2 separate regions of the Rattus norvegicus genome follow, and region 2 is linked to region 1. Evidence: chromatin contacts called from public Hi-C data. All regions are on one chromosome and are shown on one strand. The core of a region is the stretch at or near the end of the contact, and the rest is flanking DNA. Distances in the headings are between cores, read along the strand shown.

The links. Hi-C and Micro-C count contacts between places; a contact is called where the count stands out from the background.
Region 2: a Hi-C map of Schwann cells shows a contact between it and region 1, with 3 times the contacts expected there. The contact joins two enhancer-like sites. A contact is called at or near these places in 9 of 12 Hi-C or Micro-C datasets (the A7r5 cell line, the Rat2 cell line, Schwann cells and 5 more) and 1 of 1 datasets of contacts at active chromatin or transcription factors (oligodendrocytes).

Annotation. Positions count from the first base shown.
Region 1 is chr8:52,497,669-52,501,837 of GRCr8, reverse strand. All of the region lies in intron 1 of Oaf (out at first homolog), which reads left to right. Among named protein-coding and RNA genes, the nearest start is that of Oaf, 9.5 kb to the left of the region's middle. Within about 2 kb of position 1,572, at least 37 of the 93 cell types and tissues checked have an H3K27ac peak or open chromatin away from gene starts, as enhancers often do. A contact at or near this core is called in the A7r5 cell line and Schwann cells, where this site is marked.
Region 2 is chr8:52,550,858-52,555,139 of GRCr8, reverse strand. No RefSeq gene overlaps it. Among named protein-coding and RNA genes, the nearest start is that of Trim29, 26 kb to the left of the region's middle. Within about 2 kb of position 1,564, at least 15 of the 93 cell types and tissues checked have an H3K27ac peak or open chromatin away from gene starts, as enhancers often do. A contact at or near this core is called in the A7r5 cell line and Schwann cells, where this site is marked.

The DNA of each region.
Region 1 (4,169 bases), core at 323-2,822:
AGCTGGGCCCTGTCTAGTCATGAAGCAGTCCCAGCCAGGAGCGGAGGAATAAATATTTAGATTGGCCCGGCCTGGGCCCCAGAGTCACGCGGTCTGGTGATGAGGAGACTGAGATGACAGCATATTCCCAAGAGACTGTGAGCCCCAACTGTCCAGTAGCAAGGGGGCTGGGGCTAGCAGAGTGGGGGTAGCTGCTGCTTGTGGAGGCCCTGGAGCAGCGAGTGGCCAGTGGCTTCTGGCCTGGGCTGTGCCACACATACATGCATGTAGACACACACACACACAAACACACACACACACACACACACACACACACACACACACACACACACACACACACCGTGGAAAGGCAGCTCTGCTCCCTGGGTCCCCTCAGTTTTCATCTGCTCTGTAATGGAAAGTGATAGCAGCAGTCTGAGACTAAGCACCTAGCTGCCTGATGCCCCAGGAAGCTTCTAGAATGTGTACCACAGCGGGGCATCCTGAGAGCACTGAAAGCTAGGAGCTGGGATCTGGGAGCCTGGGATGTGTGGCTGAAGGGCCTTCGTGAGGAGAGCGGTGAGGCCGTGGGTGAGAGGGTGTATGAGCCAGAGCCTGCTGCGTGTGAAAGTGGAGCAGGAGAATCACAGAGGGAGGGGGACACAGGAGACCAAGGAAATGAGGCTGAAGTGTGGGATTGACTCTTCATCGTGGAGAAGCTGAGGAAGAGAACTCAGCTGCCGTGGTGTGTTTGAGTGTGTGTGCATGTGTTTGTGTGAGTATGCGTGTGTGTAATGGGAGCCTTTCTGTGAGGAGAAGAGACTGAGGAACGGCAGATCTGTGTGAAAGATGGCAGCCTGTGGCCTGAGGGCAGGGAAAGCCAGGCTAAGTCTGGGTGCATCAGCCCAGGCTTGATTTGATTTGAGAATAAAGAAGGAGCCCGATAGCAGTGGCCCAAGCCATGCAGTGTGTTACCGTCTTCCCTGACCCAGTCTGAAAGGCAGCTATGGGAAGCCATGGTGCTCCAGCCTTGACCCATCACGGGTCAGGCCTCCCTCCGCCAGCAGGAAACGCTCTGTGGGCCTCTCCGGGAAAGTGGCCTGGAGGGCCCACACAGGGTGTCTCCTGTCATGGGTGTTTTTCCAGCACAGCTGCCTGCCATCATTTCCTTGTTCCTGTGGAACCTCCTCCTCGAAGCTGAACCCAAGAAACCCCCACTGTGGGAAACGAAGTGGGTCTCAAAAGGTGGACCGGTTTGGGGAAGGCGCAGAGAGAGGAGTGGAATATCCATCCCTCAGAGTGACACAGAGTCCTGACCCGAGAGCTGGGAGGTCTGAGTCTCTACTGCTGGCCTTACTGCTGTGCGACTAGTAAAGCCCCTTGCCTCTGTTTCCCCTCTGGAACACGAAATAGTAGATGTTGGGCTAATAGACCTGCAGGAGTGCAGCCCCTCATCCCCTCCCCATAGATATGGCTAAGAAGATAAGGCTGGGAGGGAGAATCCATTCACTCAGCCAGTGAGTGTAGAACTTCTGCCCTGTGCTAGCTCCTGGCTACCACATAAACAGGCTGGAGCCTCTGACCCCAGAGGGCCTGGATGAGTCACTGCAGTGCAAGGACAGTGATTGGCTTTTGAGTCAGGGAATACTCTCCGGGGCACAGTCAAGTGTCAAGCCGACTTCATACCGGCCCTAGGCTTGACCCACCAGTGACTTCCAGTGACCTTTAAGTCAGTTAAGCCCAGACTCTTTAGCTGGTCCCTAGATCCTAAATCCTGCCCTCTTTGGTATCCGACTCTTTAGCCACCTCCCACCTACCCCCCAGACTCCACCCCAATTCCCTCTCCATCTCACCGGGCCTAGTGCACGCCCCGCTTCTCGCTGTTCTCAAACCCCCTTCATACTCTTCTTGCTCAGTGGTCTGTGCATGGTTAGATGTTTCTGGAGAGACCCCCTCCATCTTCTAGTGGGCAGGGGTGCGTTGCCCTGAGATGTGCTCCTGGGAGGGAAGGTAAATGCGGCAGGCAGGGCACTGGGAAGGTGGCTGTGTAGAGCTGGAGGTCCTAGCACAGGACCATGTCAGAACCGGTGATGCCTGCAAGCTGAGGCCTAAGAGGACGGACAGATGGGGCGGGGCATCCCCACAGAGTAAGGGGCTTGCAGGAAGGACCAGGGAGTGACCCAGCACTGCTCGCTCTGGAAACTGTGTTTCAGTACATAAGTAGCACGGGATGCCAGCCCGTGCTTTATAGTAAAGAGTGTGATAATTCTTAGAGGGCATTAAATGCTCAGGGGACAGTAAAATGGGGTGGGGCTGTGGTGGCAGGACTTAAAACCACACTCCAGGCTGGAAAGACCTGCATTCTTTACACTGACTCAGTGCCCTCACTGCGGGGAGCCTTCCCATCCTCCACACACACACCCCCACCCCGCCCATCCTCACAAGGACAGCTATTCCCTTATCCATCCTTCACCTCCACGGCTGTCAGCATAAACTTGAACTCCAGGCCTTTCACCCTGGCTCTGAAACTGATTGTGTGAAGTCAGCCTTCTTTACCTCAGGAGTCCTTTAATGACAGGGCCTTTGGACCCGGCCATTCCTTCATGGCCTTGCCTCTGGGATTGTCCTCAGGGCTCTCCCGATGATGCGTGCCAGCCTCACAGGGGTCATCGGACCTGCCTGGGCCCCCAGTCCATCTATAGAAGAGTCTTTACCACTTCTCAGGCCCGGAGTAGATGGCATTGGAAACAAGGGGTTGCAGTGTCAGGAGAAACTGAGTCCTAGCGTGTGTTCTGAGCTTGGCCAGGTCTCATTGCTCGAAGCAGTCTCTCAAGGCAGTACTGTTACTGGCCTTGTTGGCAAGTATGGAAACTGAGACTCGAGACTTCACATAGATTCACTGGAGGTTACACATGGTTACTGGCCAGAAGCAGCAAGGCCAGCATCCGATGCAGGGAGTCCTGGTTCTTAGCATTATATCTTAGCTATATGTTCAAGCCTACATGTACCTCAGTTACACACAGGACTTCAGCAACCCTCCCTGACCCTGCCTGGCCTCTTCTTGCTGTATACCCCAGTGTTTCCTTACAGACTGAAGGTCCCTGGAGAAAGGACCTTATGGAAGACTCCCAGTTTGGGAGTTCCAGCCCAGACCCTAAGCCTCTCTCTTGCCCAGTTGTGCCATCTGTCTTGGGCTTTTGACAACATCTGGGTGAGTCATCCTAGGGGACTCCAGGCAAAGAAAGGTCTAGAAGCCAGGTTTCCATCTGGCCTGGATTCAATCAGATCTTAACATCTGGGCAGATGTTCTCAAAGCAGGGGAGCTCTTTCACACTGTCCTAGGTGTTCTGGAGCCTTGCTAGTGGGTCAAGCAGGGAGGCTACAGTCAGAATATGATGCCCACTCCTTTCCTGGAGCCAGGAAATGGCATGCAGCTTTGGGGGAAAACAGGACCAGGAAGATCAGAGAACCCGGGTATAAAGGGGTTTCTCCCAGGGCGGTCAGAGGACAGGAGGTATTTCTGCCTGCTGTTTTATTGTTCCAAGCTATGCACAGAGTGATAGTAGGAACTGCCATGTTCCTAGGCAATCAACCAAGGATTTAGGTATGGTGGCCAAGTGAGTGTGACAGGAAGGGACCCAGGTTCTAGTCCTATGACACTCACTGGTTCTGTGGGCCTGAGCTTCAGTCCATCCATTCATTTATTCCCCCCTCTCAGCCTTGCCGCCTTCCTTCTCCCTCCTTCCATTTGGCCTTCGAAACAAAAATGTCTCTTTCAAATTGTCTTCTACAGGCTGGCCATCCTTCTGCCTCCACTTCCCAACTGCTAGGAATACACTGCACCCACTCAGCCTGTTTCTGTAGTTGGACATCAGGGAAGTTAGGCTAGTTGGTCCAGGGGGGCAACTGTGCTTTCTGGGGAAAGAGCTCAGCTGTGGGACAGCCTGGGCTACCTGGTTAAAATCCTGGCTATATTTCCCCTAAATCCTTGGCCTTGAGCGAGTTACCCAACCCAAGTTCTGTCATAGAGCTCTGCCTCTGTTGTGGAGAAGACCTCTGAGCTCATGATGCAATGTGTTTGAGGCACAGTAACAGCAGTTTCTCTTTCCCAGTTATCACCTTCAGTGACTCTTTGTCCTATACAGTGACAGAGGACTTCCTTCTGTGCCCACGAAGCTTCTCGTGTTGTT
Region 2 (4,282 bases), core at 315-2,814, 53 kb before region 1:
GGGGCTTGAAGAGGGACCGAGAGGTGGGCAGACGTGCGCCCCGGTGCGGTGATGTGAGGCACTGCAGCGTGGCTGTCGGTCCGTGGGAGCGGTGGGAAGCCTGGGCCTCTCTGGCTCCCAGCGCTGACCGACCTGCCTAGGCTCGCTAGGCTTTGATGGCTGCCCCCCTCCCCCACATAGACCTGTTTTTTGGCCAGCGCCGGGATGTGTTTTATGATCGCCCTCGGATTCCCTGTAGCAGGGAGAGGGCTGCTCTCAAACACATATTCCAGCAAGGTTCCTGTTTTAAACCAGGTTCCTCTGTTGCATGTATTGGGGGTAGGGCTTCGCCCAGGGTACGGTTTCTATCAGGGTCAGTGTTTCTATCTCTAGAAGGGTGGCCCCTCCCTGGGGTAGGCATCAGACTGAATTCCTACGTTTCTGTAAACTCACAGTGAGCACCGAGCAGGCAATCAGCAAGAGTTTGTTAACCGGGCACAGTGGCACACTTTCTGCTCCCAAGTGTCTTCTGAAGCAGGTTTCTCTTGTCACCAATCTGGTGAAGAACCAGGGGCCCAGAGGACCAACTTCCCAGGATTACTCAGCTTGTGAGGAACAGGAACAAGGGTGCTAGACACTGACAATTCCCTGAGCTAGAGGGACTTTAAATAACTAGCTACAGGGCAGAGACCACCCTGACAGACAAGCCCAGCCCACCACAGAGCACCAGAGCAATGAAGGAAGCAACAGCGGGCCTCTGCCTGGAGCCTGAGGCTATCGGCTGCAGGGACAACTGCTAATGTGGCAGCTTCTGTGGCTGGCAGGATTTAGGTACTGCCCCCCTCAACCCCTGATTCCCAGAGTGCCCTAAGGAAGATCTTCTTGACCCTTGTCAGGGTAAAAAAATATAGCATCCATGACACACTGAACAAGGTGGTGAACTGCCCTCAGCCAGCAAGAAGGGTAAGACCACATTTAGGCCTGAGCATAGGTCTGTCTTGACCATGTGTACATTCATGACCGTGCTGTGGTCATGTGCGCAGTATGTGACCCACGGGACTCTGCTCTCTGGAGGTAGGACTTATATCCTCTAACCTCTGGCTAAGAATTCTGGTCTCCCACAGAAATCGTCAACCATACTGGTTCCCCACTTCCTAACCTTGCCCATTTCCCTAAGTCCCTATTACCACCCAGACTTGCAACTCCTTTCTCTGCTCCAGCTCTCCCTCAACCCAGCCCACAGCCCCACTTTCTATGCCATTCTTAGGAGCACAGATGCCAGGACCCTAGGATCCAGATTGCTGCCTCACAGGTTGAGCTGGCCAGTGCCAGGTATGATGCAGCAGAGTGGGCTGCCTGCCGTACCATGGCCACATCTCAGACCCCTTACCCATCACAGAGGTGTACAGACAATGGACAAGCCCTGCCAAATGTCCCAGGACTGAGAGCAGGTGGGGCAGGGAGACCATTGACACCTGAGCTCCAAGAGCTCCGTCTCCTTGGGCCAGCTCTAGCATGTTACAAGGAGAGGTCCCACCCTGCTTCTGGGCAGGATCCCAGCACAGGAGGCCACCCCACCCCCAGTGGCCTGAATCACTCAGCCAGTGGCTGCTTGATTCATCCAGCTCATTCTTGGCTCGGGCTGTTCCTCTTCAGGATGAAGGAAGAAAACAAGGGCTGGTGTGGGGCCAGCTCTCCTGAAAACAGTTAGAGCACATGATCAGAGTCACAGATACATAAGGCCACACCCAACTTCTTTCTCCAACAATTTCCTGGCTGTCCTCCTTGGAGAAGCATGCACAAGGGAGAGAAAGGGAAGGTGTTCAGGCCCAGGTCTCTCAGGAGACTCCTATAAGAGCTGGGTGGGTGACAAAGGGACTCAAAAGAGACACACACAACTGTCACCCACCCCTGGCCAAGTCTGGAAATAGAGGATTGAGGTAGCATCCAGTTCCATGGCCCTAACTCATGTCTCCCAGGCCAGTGGGATCCCTACAGCCCGTGGTCTCCTCTTTAAGAATAGAAGGGTGGGGCTGGAGAGATGGCTCAGTGGTTAAGAGCACTGACTGCTCTTCCAGAGGTCCTGAGTTCAAATCCCAGCAACCACATGGTGGCTTGCAACCATCTATAAATAAAATAAATAAATCTTTAAAAAGAATAGAAGGGTGACAGATCATTCCAAGTCACGCCAGGGGCCACAGATCCAGTTCTCTTGTTTGCAGAGCAGGCTTGCTAAAAAATATAATAAAAACCAGATGTGGCCAATCGACTTTCTTTCGCCCCACCTAAGATGATATGTAACTCTCTCCACCCTAAGAACCATTATCAGCTCGGGGTCCAAACTCTGCTTCCAGTAAAACACAGTAGGTTCCCTTCTAACTATGTGACATGGGAAAGAGGTCCTCTTTCCAGCGATGGCCAGCCTTTCTTTGACTGGTTTTCCATGCTAGACCTTGGGATAAGCATCTGTCCCCTTGACTAGCACAACCTGCTGGTACATCCCATTTCACAGGTGAAGAAACTGAGGCCTTGTGGGGGTAATGTAAGGCTTCTAGTAAGTGCAACTAGAAGGTGGGCAGTAGCTGAGCTTGCGTCATTGCTTCTCATAGTAGGGGCTGCTGCCTAAAGCACCTCCCAGACCTTTCAGTGAACCAAGATGTAGTTCCCATTTTCACCACAGGGTGTCGCCACACCACCGCTCAACCAGCCTCCCAGGGCAGGCTCAGTCAACTCCTCTCTGCCCTGGGTCTGGTTCCTGCTACTACTCTAACCTGTGTCCTGCCTGCTTTGTCAGGCTCTGACTCCCGGCAAAGAATGATGACAGCTGGGTGGCCCGGAACAGGAGTCTTGCTTCCCATATAGGCCCCTAGTCTAAAGCCCCTAGGTGGCTTCCTCTCCGACCTTCCTCAATCCCACCATCTTTGTGTTCTATTGAAAGCCTCTGGCAGCATCAAAGTTCCTAAGATCCATGGACAAGGAGCCTAAAGAGCAAGGTGAAGTGCTTCACTACTGAAATGTCAGCTCTAGGACAGGGGAGGCAAGAAGAATGCCATTGGTTTGGGGCTACATAGTTAGTTCAGGATCAGCCTGGGCTACAGAGCAAGATCCTAAGCCAAAACATAGAGGGGGAAAAATAATAGTAAAGAAGAGGAGCATGGGGCATAGAAAGAAGAAAGGAAAGGAAAAAGAAAGAGAAGAAGCAACTATGTATGATAGTTCAGACCTATAATCCCGGTACATGGGAGGCTGAGGCAGGTGGATTGCTGAGTTCGAGGCCAGCCGTAACTACATAGGGAGACCCTGTTTCATAAAAATACGAAAGGAAAAACAAACAGCAGAGAAAGAAAGAGCTTAAAGCCGAGGTGCAGACCTGTAATTCCAAATGTGGGAGGTAGAGACAAGAGCAGCAAGAGATGGAGATCGATCTAGGCTACATGAGACCTAGGAGGGGTTGGGAAAGGAAGAAGAAAGGAAAGAGCTTGAGGAGATGCTGGGTCCTCTGTGAGTCTTTGTCAGCTTGGAGACAAGCTCAGGCCTTGCTCCCGGACCCCTGTCAGTCTGGTATAGTGACTGCCGGTTTCTCATTCTTGACACCTCCATGTTCTTGAACGCCCCTCTGTGATGGTCATCAGAGGAGGTATAATGAGAGATTCTGAGAGCCTGTGTAAGTGGGAAGCATTCTCGAAGTTCTTTGTTCCAGTAGAAATGTTGATGGCCAAGGCAGGGACTCCCAAGTTTGGCTGATTTCCAAAGCCACGCAGAATTCAGCAGCGGCCACATAATCACAGCCATTCTCCCGGAAAGCCACACTTGACGTTGGGATGGCTTGCTTGGTGTGACCTAGTCCAGGATGCTAGAAGAGAAGAAAGAGTCAGGGATTCCGCAGTTGAGGAGATGGGAAGCCAGGATAGGTGAAGGCTGGCTACTAACAGATCAGGATTGGAGCAGGAGGCCATGGAAGCCTGTCTTCGATTCGGCTCCGGAGGCCATGCGGAGAAGACCTGACTGGAGAGATTGGCTGGTTGTATGGAGCCATCTTAGAGGAGAGAGAGGTGCTTCCTACAGTGCCTCTGCAAGGGCCACAGTAGGACACCCTTTCCTTAGCAATCTGACCAGCCCCATCAGCCCTAGCCATCGCCCTGCCTCCTTGCCTGCAGTACAGGATCCACTCCACCACCAAAGCCACCTCAGAGGATGTACTATCACCCCAAGGAGAGAAGCCTCTATTCTCTCTCCCTCTCCCCCTCCTGCTCCCCCTTTCTCCTTCTCCATCCCCCCTCACCCCCAGGAGCCATGTCAGGAT